2 separate regions of the Capsicum annuum genome follow, and region 2 is linked to region 1. A link is a contact called in public Hi-C data. All regions are on one chromosome and are shown on one strand. The core of a region is the stretch at or near the end of the contact, and the rest is flanking DNA. Distances in the headings are between cores, read along the strand shown. Region 1 has its middle 42 kb from the start of LOC107858871. Region 2 holds the start of LOC107858871 (subtilisin-like serine-protease S).

The links. A called contact is a pair of places that touch in the nucleus more often than the background predicts.
Region 2: a contact with region 1 is called in a Hi-C map of pericarp, with 2.6 times the contacts expected there. The contact joins the promoter of LOC107858871 here to the enhancer-like site in region 1. A contact is called at or near these places in 3 of 5 Hi-C or Micro-C datasets (leaf, pericarp and placenta).

Annotation. Positions count from the first base shown.
Region 1 is chr2:104,263,416-104,267,201 of UCD10Xv1.1, reverse strand. No RefSeq gene overlaps it. Among protein-coding and RNA genes, the nearest start is that of LOC107858871, 42 kb to the left of the region's middle. Within about 2 kb of position 1,536, at least 2 of the 5 cell types and tissues checked have an H3K27ac peak or open chromatin away from gene starts, as enhancers often do. A contact at or near this core is called in leaf and pericarp, where this site is marked.
Region 2 is chr2:104,305,540-104,309,308 of UCD10Xv1.1, reverse strand. LOC107858871 (subtilisin-like serine-protease S) reads right to left here and starts at 2,356. Exons shown (of 12, transcript XM_047406582.1): 1 at 2,339-2,356; 2 at 1,989-2,114; 3 at 1,764-1,861; 4 at 1,561-1,658; 5 at 1,257-1,415; 6 at 571-682; 7 at 1-482. The coding sequence starts at 2,069.

The sequences.
Region 1 (3,786 bases), core at 287-2,786:
TTCAGCCATTAAAATAAAAAACCTTAAAGTTTGATTTTGAGATATATCAGAGTATGCTATTTCTAAAATTTACCCTAAAAAAATGCTAACATGCAATAGCTAAATTAAGAGTTACCTGAAATAGATGAAGATAATCTTTACTGATGGTGCTAAAATCATGCAAAGTTAAAAAAAATTGGAGCGGGAAGATATTCTTGAGGGTGAAAAGAACGGGAAAAATCTTTCAAAGTAATGAAAGAGAAAGCTTATGGCGTGAAAAGAGGGAAAACTGAAAGCTACTTCTCCAAGTGGGTAAAAAGTAGGGACCACAATAAAATAATGCTACAAATGTTATAAAATGTAATTTAATAAAATTGTTGTTATTTTTTGTAATTTAATACTTAAGTATGATACTTTATGTATTTTATTCTAAATTAATTCCCTTTTTTAGCCATTTGGCCCAATTGGGCACATGTAGTCTCTCTACTCAATTGATACACTTTTATATCACATTGATACACTTTTTAAAAAGGAGAAAGGAAAGTCTATTCAAGTACGTGCAGTCCCTATACCCAATTGATACTCTTTTATACCATATTGACACACTTTTATACTACATTGATGCACTTTGATACCGCATTGATACACTTTTATACTAGATTGATACATTTTTATACCACCTTGATACAGTATATTTTACAGAGAAAAATTGTGCAAGCATATACAGTAATTCATTATTCGTGAATTTGTTAACTTCACCTAAAATTTTGTGAAAATTTCTCCAAACATATACAAAATTTATTAAACCCTATACCCTTACTGTCCAAACATTCCTTAATTTTTTTGATTAAAAAGAGAGAGATAGCAGAAAAAAAAAAGTCAAAGTGCCGCTATAGTGTTAACTCATATAGAAAAAGATAGAACAATTATGGGTGGACTTGTATTTCATATTTTTATTTTCGTGATTGCATCTGAAAAAATAAATGGGTGGACAAAGTAAACTTTTTTCAAAATAAAAATAAAAATAAAAATTAATAACATTAAAAGAAAAAAGAAAAAAAACAGTGAAAAACAAACAAAAAAAAATAGGAAGAAAGAGAAATGCAACATTCAGGAGCCATTTTGGTGGAAATGGCTACTATATGGTAATATGTTTCAAAGATCATTTTTGTGGAAATATTTTGGCCGACAGGCCATTCTCGTCCTTTCCCCTAGATATAATTAATATTGATAATTAAGATTTAAGTGGGACTCTAATGTCTTAGAAGATTAAGTACTGTTGAGTGATTTTTATTGCTTTACATGGAAATTACTTTAGTTTTCTTGATTCAATATTTCCTATTATTGTGACTCAAAAATTAAATTGATTGATGAAAGTGATCTTTTAGAGTTTGACATGATAGCAAGTAAGTATATGATTAAATATTATCACTAATATGAGTGAAAATTGATGATCGATCTATAATGACAAATTAATTAGACCATCATTAACTGTGTCAAATACCTATACGTGCAACAACAAAATGTCAGCCTCATTACATTTCATCATCAAATGTAAGAGTGGTTGATTGAGTTATTCAATTTCATTTATAAGACACTAATATGCACAACGAATGGAGGTGGGTACAATGGTCCCATTTTATGAGAATGAGGGTGACATTCAGAATTTTAACAATTGTAGGAGTATCAAGTTGTTAATTTACACTCTGAAAGTTTGGGAGCGAGTGGTGGAGATGGGGTATGCGAGGCTAAATGTTATATAATTTTACTATCATTCACCGCAAGTTTGTCTCTTTTTAGTACGTATTGTTTTGAGCATGAATGTTGAAAATTATGCCTGAGTTTTGTGTTGTGAGTTTGCAAGAATATATTGAGGGATCTGGAGAGTAAATGATAAATGAAGAGGTAAGAACATAAAATGTTATGTGGTATACCAAGGAAGTGGCCAGCCTAAGACTTACGTCAATCGCCTCGCCTTGCAATTGTGGAGAGAAGAAGACAACTTGCTGAAATTTCTATTGAAGAGCTCCTGCTCCGCTGCCTTGCTTTGGTTTAGTGGTCCGAAATAACACTATTACAGAATCTATTGTGCCCACACCTTTCTTCAGGCAGTGGCGTGAGTTTTTGAAATGCTCAGAAGTTTAATTGTCCGTTGCACCATTGACATATTTTTTGCCAGTGGCGCGAAAGAGAGATTTCCTAGTTCAAGTTGGAGACTGATTTATTTTCTCCCACGAATCCTAGGCTCTAAATAGGAGTTCTCGCATGGAAAAAGGGAGACACATTATTTTTGAAGTGTGGAGCTAGGGCAAGAAAATTCTTCCTTCCGATTTATTTTCTTTTCTTAAATTCTTTTAATTCCTCTTGTAACTTTCATGAACTTTTGGAGTTCTTTGCGAATCATGAGTAGCTAAGCATTTTGTTCTAGGGTTTTGATATAAACATGACGGTTGACGTCTAAATATTATTCAATTATCAAGTTTTTCATCATAGAGTTATTTATTTCTTCTTGATTCGAATTATTCATTTGCTTGATCACCTTACGAATACTACAGAGGAGTTGTTTGTTGAACTTAAAAAATGAAACTATAGGTGTAAAAAGAAGAAATACGGCTAGTTTGTGAACCTTATAGGAAAAGAAGATCTATTTGTCACAGGGAATAGAAATACACCATGTGACCTAGTCTAGTTGATACATACAATCTAATGTACTCCACTATTAATCGACGACCACAGATATATAGGCGTTAGGGATAGTTGAGTAGCCTTAGAGTTATTGGAAAATGCTCGATAGGGGATTTAAACCTGCAACTAATAACTCTGAAAAACTAATAGACGTGATGATATGAAGACTCAATCAGATTTTTGGAATCACCAATGCAAGACCCTAGAATTCTCTCTAAAAATTATTTTTGAACCAAAAAATCTACAAAGCTTGAAACATATTTTCAACTCTTTTGAGTTAATATAGCATAAATAAATCTAAAAGAATTGCTTGTTTCTTTTCTCGAATAGTGAAATAAGAATTTGAATTAAACGAGTGATTTTTCAAGTCTCTATGGATGCGATATCTGGAGTCTGGACTTAACGTCCTATACTACTTGGATGGCTACGTGCAGTTTCATGCGCAATTGGGCGCAACAATATGGGTGAGAAGGGGTGTGTCCATATTCGAGAATCAATTTGGATTATGTCAAGGTGATCTACTATGGAATTCATCCATCTGGTGAGGAGAATGATCGAGCAATATCGAGAAAAGAAACAGGACTTACATATAGTGTCCATTAACATTGAGAAGGCCTATGACAAAGTTCTAAGGGATGTCCTTTGGAGATGTCTGGAGGCTAGAGGTATACTGATGGCTTACATTAGAGCGATCAAAGACATGTATGAAGGAGCTATGATATAGGTTAGGACGGTGGGAGAAGACTCAAAGCATTACTCTATAAAAATGGGATTGCAGCAGAGATCAACTTTTATTCCTAACCTCTTTATCGTGGTAATGGATGTTTTGATGAAGGGCATCCAAGATGAGTTGCCTTGATTTATGTTACTTGCATATGACATAGTATTTATTAATGAGATGTGTATCAACGTGAATGTTAGGTTAGAGGTATGGAGACAAATCCGAAAACCAAAGAGTTTAAGTTAAGTAGGACTAAAATGAAGTATGTGGAATGAAAATTTAGTGAGAAGTTGTATGAGGAAGACATTGATGTACGTTTGGACACATAGGCTCTCCCTAATAACTATCATTTCAAGTATCTTGGCTCTATTATCCAGGATAGTGGGGTTATAAATGGTGAT
Region 2 (3,769 bases), core at 1,107-3,606, 41 kb before region 1:
TGTCAGTTGAACTGGCTGCAACAGTAATCATCCAGGGAGCTAGATTTGTGGCTGAACCAGAGGTTCCTTCATTTCCAACTGAGGCCACCACAAGTATCCCACGGCTAACAGCATGAAATGACCCCACAGAAATAGCATCATTGAAATAATCTCCTTGGGGAGCATCAGGGCCCAAAGATAGAGAAATGACATGAACCCCATCTCTAATTGCATCATCAAATGCAGCCAACAAATCAACATCATAGCAACCAGAACTCCAACAGGTTTTGTACGCTGCTATCCTGGCCATTGGGGCACCACCTCTGGCTCCTCCAGATGCCAAACCTTTGTAATTCATATTAGCTACGTAACGCCCTGCAGCAGTTGAAGCTGTATGACTTCCATGACCAGTACTATCCCTCGGAGACTTAAATAACACTGTCTTTCCATCATCTTCTTCAGCTGCATAGCCACTCATATAATATCTAGCCCCAATTATTTTCCTATAAAAGACGAAGTTCTTATTGCACTTATCATCCACTATATAACAAAACATTAAACTAAAAGAAATGATCGGCAAATAAAGGAAACCTGTTGCATGTTGATGTATTGAATACTTCCCCTGATTGGCATTGTCCTTTCCATCTAGTTGGCACTGGAGGCATGTTGGTGTCACTAAAACTTGGAGACTCAGGCCAAATTCCTGTTTCAGTAAATGTTTAAGAGCTTAACCTCAAGATCTAATTAGTTCAAAAAACAACAGAAACAAGGAAGCTGGGGACCAGGTTAAAGATAAACTGATAAGGTTGTGGACAGAGAGATGACTTTGTATTGAAACATGTCACTCTAATGGATAGGGCCCCTTCCCAAAAAGTACATCAAGCAGTTCAACAAATGCAAAGAAGAAACTGGGAAGTTGAGAAATTGAATAAACTTGGGCTAAAGAAAATCTAAGCAAACATATCCCATCATTGCCAAATGATTGAAACAAGAATTGATTGATAAGTGATAAAACTTCTACAACAGTAGATGAAAAGGAATCAGAATACTAAAGGAACTACTTTCCCCATGTTCAAAAGTTCAACCACATGACAAACTTAGCACTTTCTCAAAGTTATATTATTGTACTCTTCTTAAGAAAAGTAACAAAGACAATAGCCTTTTACGTGACGACTTGGTTTGTGCCATCCATCACTAAACGACCATATCTTTCACCTAACTGGGAAAAAGATTGCTGCAATTAAGATAACTTGAGCTAGTGGAACAAGAGAAATCACCTGTATCAATGAAACCAATGATTACATTAACTTGGTTCTTGGTGGAAAAACCTGGGATTTCCATTGTTTCATCATCACTGAGTCCCATGAAATCCCATGAATGAGTTGTATGCAGATTCCTCTTAGTATTAGGAAATACAGATACCACTCCAGGCATTTCTGTTTCGTTTCAACATTAAAGACAAATTTTCGTATCAATCTCAAATAGTGGACTGAGTGCAAACCATCAAAGTAGGTAAACAAAAGGGCAACCCGATGCACTAAAGCTCACACTATGCATCACGGGGTTCGGAGAAGGGCTTACTGGACATTTCAGAAGCCTGTGCCTCAGTCAACTTGGCTGCAAAGCCTTTAAAACCATGCCTATAACTGTATACATGAGAAGTCTTGGCTTGTTCAACGCTGCAAAGATTACCACTTAAGTTTTTTTGCCAAAAACAAAACCAGGAAAAAAGGGCAAAAAACTCATAGCCAAAAGTAAAGAAAAAAAAAAAAGAAAAAACTTACTTTCCTCTATGAATAGCAGTAAGCATTTGATGATTTTGCCTTAAAATTTCATCTGGGTGTTCATCATTATCTTTGCTTCCCATGTACACCACATATAACTGAACAAATAAAAAATCAAAAACTCAAGAACTTCACCAACTATTCACCTTTTCTCAAAACATCATTCAAATATACATCCTTAATAACAGCAAATAAAAACCCATGTTTCCATAGAGCCAAGATTACCTTTGAAGAAAAGCAGAGACTAATATGTCCAAGAAAAACACAAAGAAAGAGTAAAAAGAGAGTCTTTTCTGAAACACCCATGTCCTATTTTTGTTGTATGAGGCTAGTAAAAGAATGTGTTATCAACTGCAAGAAGGAAAAAGATGATATTTTATAGCAAGACAAAACAGAGAGAGAAAGAGAAAGAATGATTTGAAATAAAGAGAGAAGGGGGAGAGAGATTGATTATTCAGTGTCACAGGTATACTGTGGTAGTAGTAGTAGTCGTACTACACAAGTATATTTTTCTGTTATACAAAATTAGTATAGCGTAAAACAGTATCAAAAAAAAAATAAAAAAAATTCGTCACCCCATTATAGTGAAAAATCTTGTAGCACTGATACAAGGCATCAAAAAGAAAATGGAAACGTGAAGACTAGAGAGGGGAAGATAGTGGTGAGTTTGCTTTAAACTGAACCAACCACGAGGGACTCCACTACGTAAGGGAGAGACCGCAGCAACAGTTAGTCAGTAAGTAGACCGTTATAAAGGAAAACACCATTATTCCATTCTTGTTTCTAGTAATTATTCCCTTGCTCTTGTTAATTCGATATATTTTATTAATAATGTTAATGAATTGCTAAAGTAGATTGATTAATGAAATATCTATTTTTGATATAACGATGGTGTAAAATTAAATGAAGAGGATAATTAGAAGTGCTACGTGTCCGTGGAAACGCTATTATTACAGGTGATAATAGTATAGAATAATAGATGCTGAACCAAGGAATGTGGAGAAAGTAGTAGTACTAGTGGCTACTGCTCCTAGTAGGATATCCCCCAATTTCCACTCATTATTTTGCCCATTAACCAATGTTAATTCTTCATGGCTTCTTTCGCATGGTCAAGACAACAACAACAAACTCAGTGTATTTCCATAAAGTGAGGTTTGGGGAGGTAGAATGGACTAGGTTTGGGGAGGTAGAATGTATGTAGTCCATACCGCTATCTCTAAAGAAGTAGGGAGACTATTTTTGATAGACCCCCGATGGCTTCTTTCGCATCATGAGGTTGATATATTCCTCCGATTCAAGTAACACTATTTAAGTATTCTCTTCGTTTCGGAGTTTAAGAAAATATATATATATTTTTTAATTTTGTGGTTCTAAATTAAATTATATCAAATGTACTGAATGTTTTTAATCTTGTGGTTTTAAATATATTATATGAAAAGTTGAAATTAAAGTATTTATATAAAAAAAAATAATGCTTTTTTTAAATGAATTAAAAAAAAATAAGTTATCTTTTTTTAAAACGGAGGAGGTACAAAGATTTTTTAGAAAAAAAAGATATAAAAAATTTTGAAATTTGTGATCTATAATGTTATTTTTTGACTATTTTTCTAGTATAAATTCTAATTACTTTTTTTAATATTTAAAAGATGACTTTTATGATTAAATTATTTTAATTATAAAAAATAATATTCTTTTTGAGACAAAAGTAAAAGAAAAGTGTGCCATTTGACTTGGAAGTTGGAACAAAAGGGGAATTATTTTGGATAAAAATATGTTTTTACGCAATCAGTTTAATTATTAATTATGCCAATTATGTGTAGTTACCTTTAAGCGAACGGGTTATTTTTTACATGGATGCAGTAACCTTTTTGATATGTACACGGAGGTAAAACGATACACAAGTTAATTTATAAAATTAAACTAGTAATATTAAAAATTAAAATAAAAGAAAAACTTGTTTGATTGTATTAAAAATAGTATTGAATATAGAGTATTAGGAATATTGA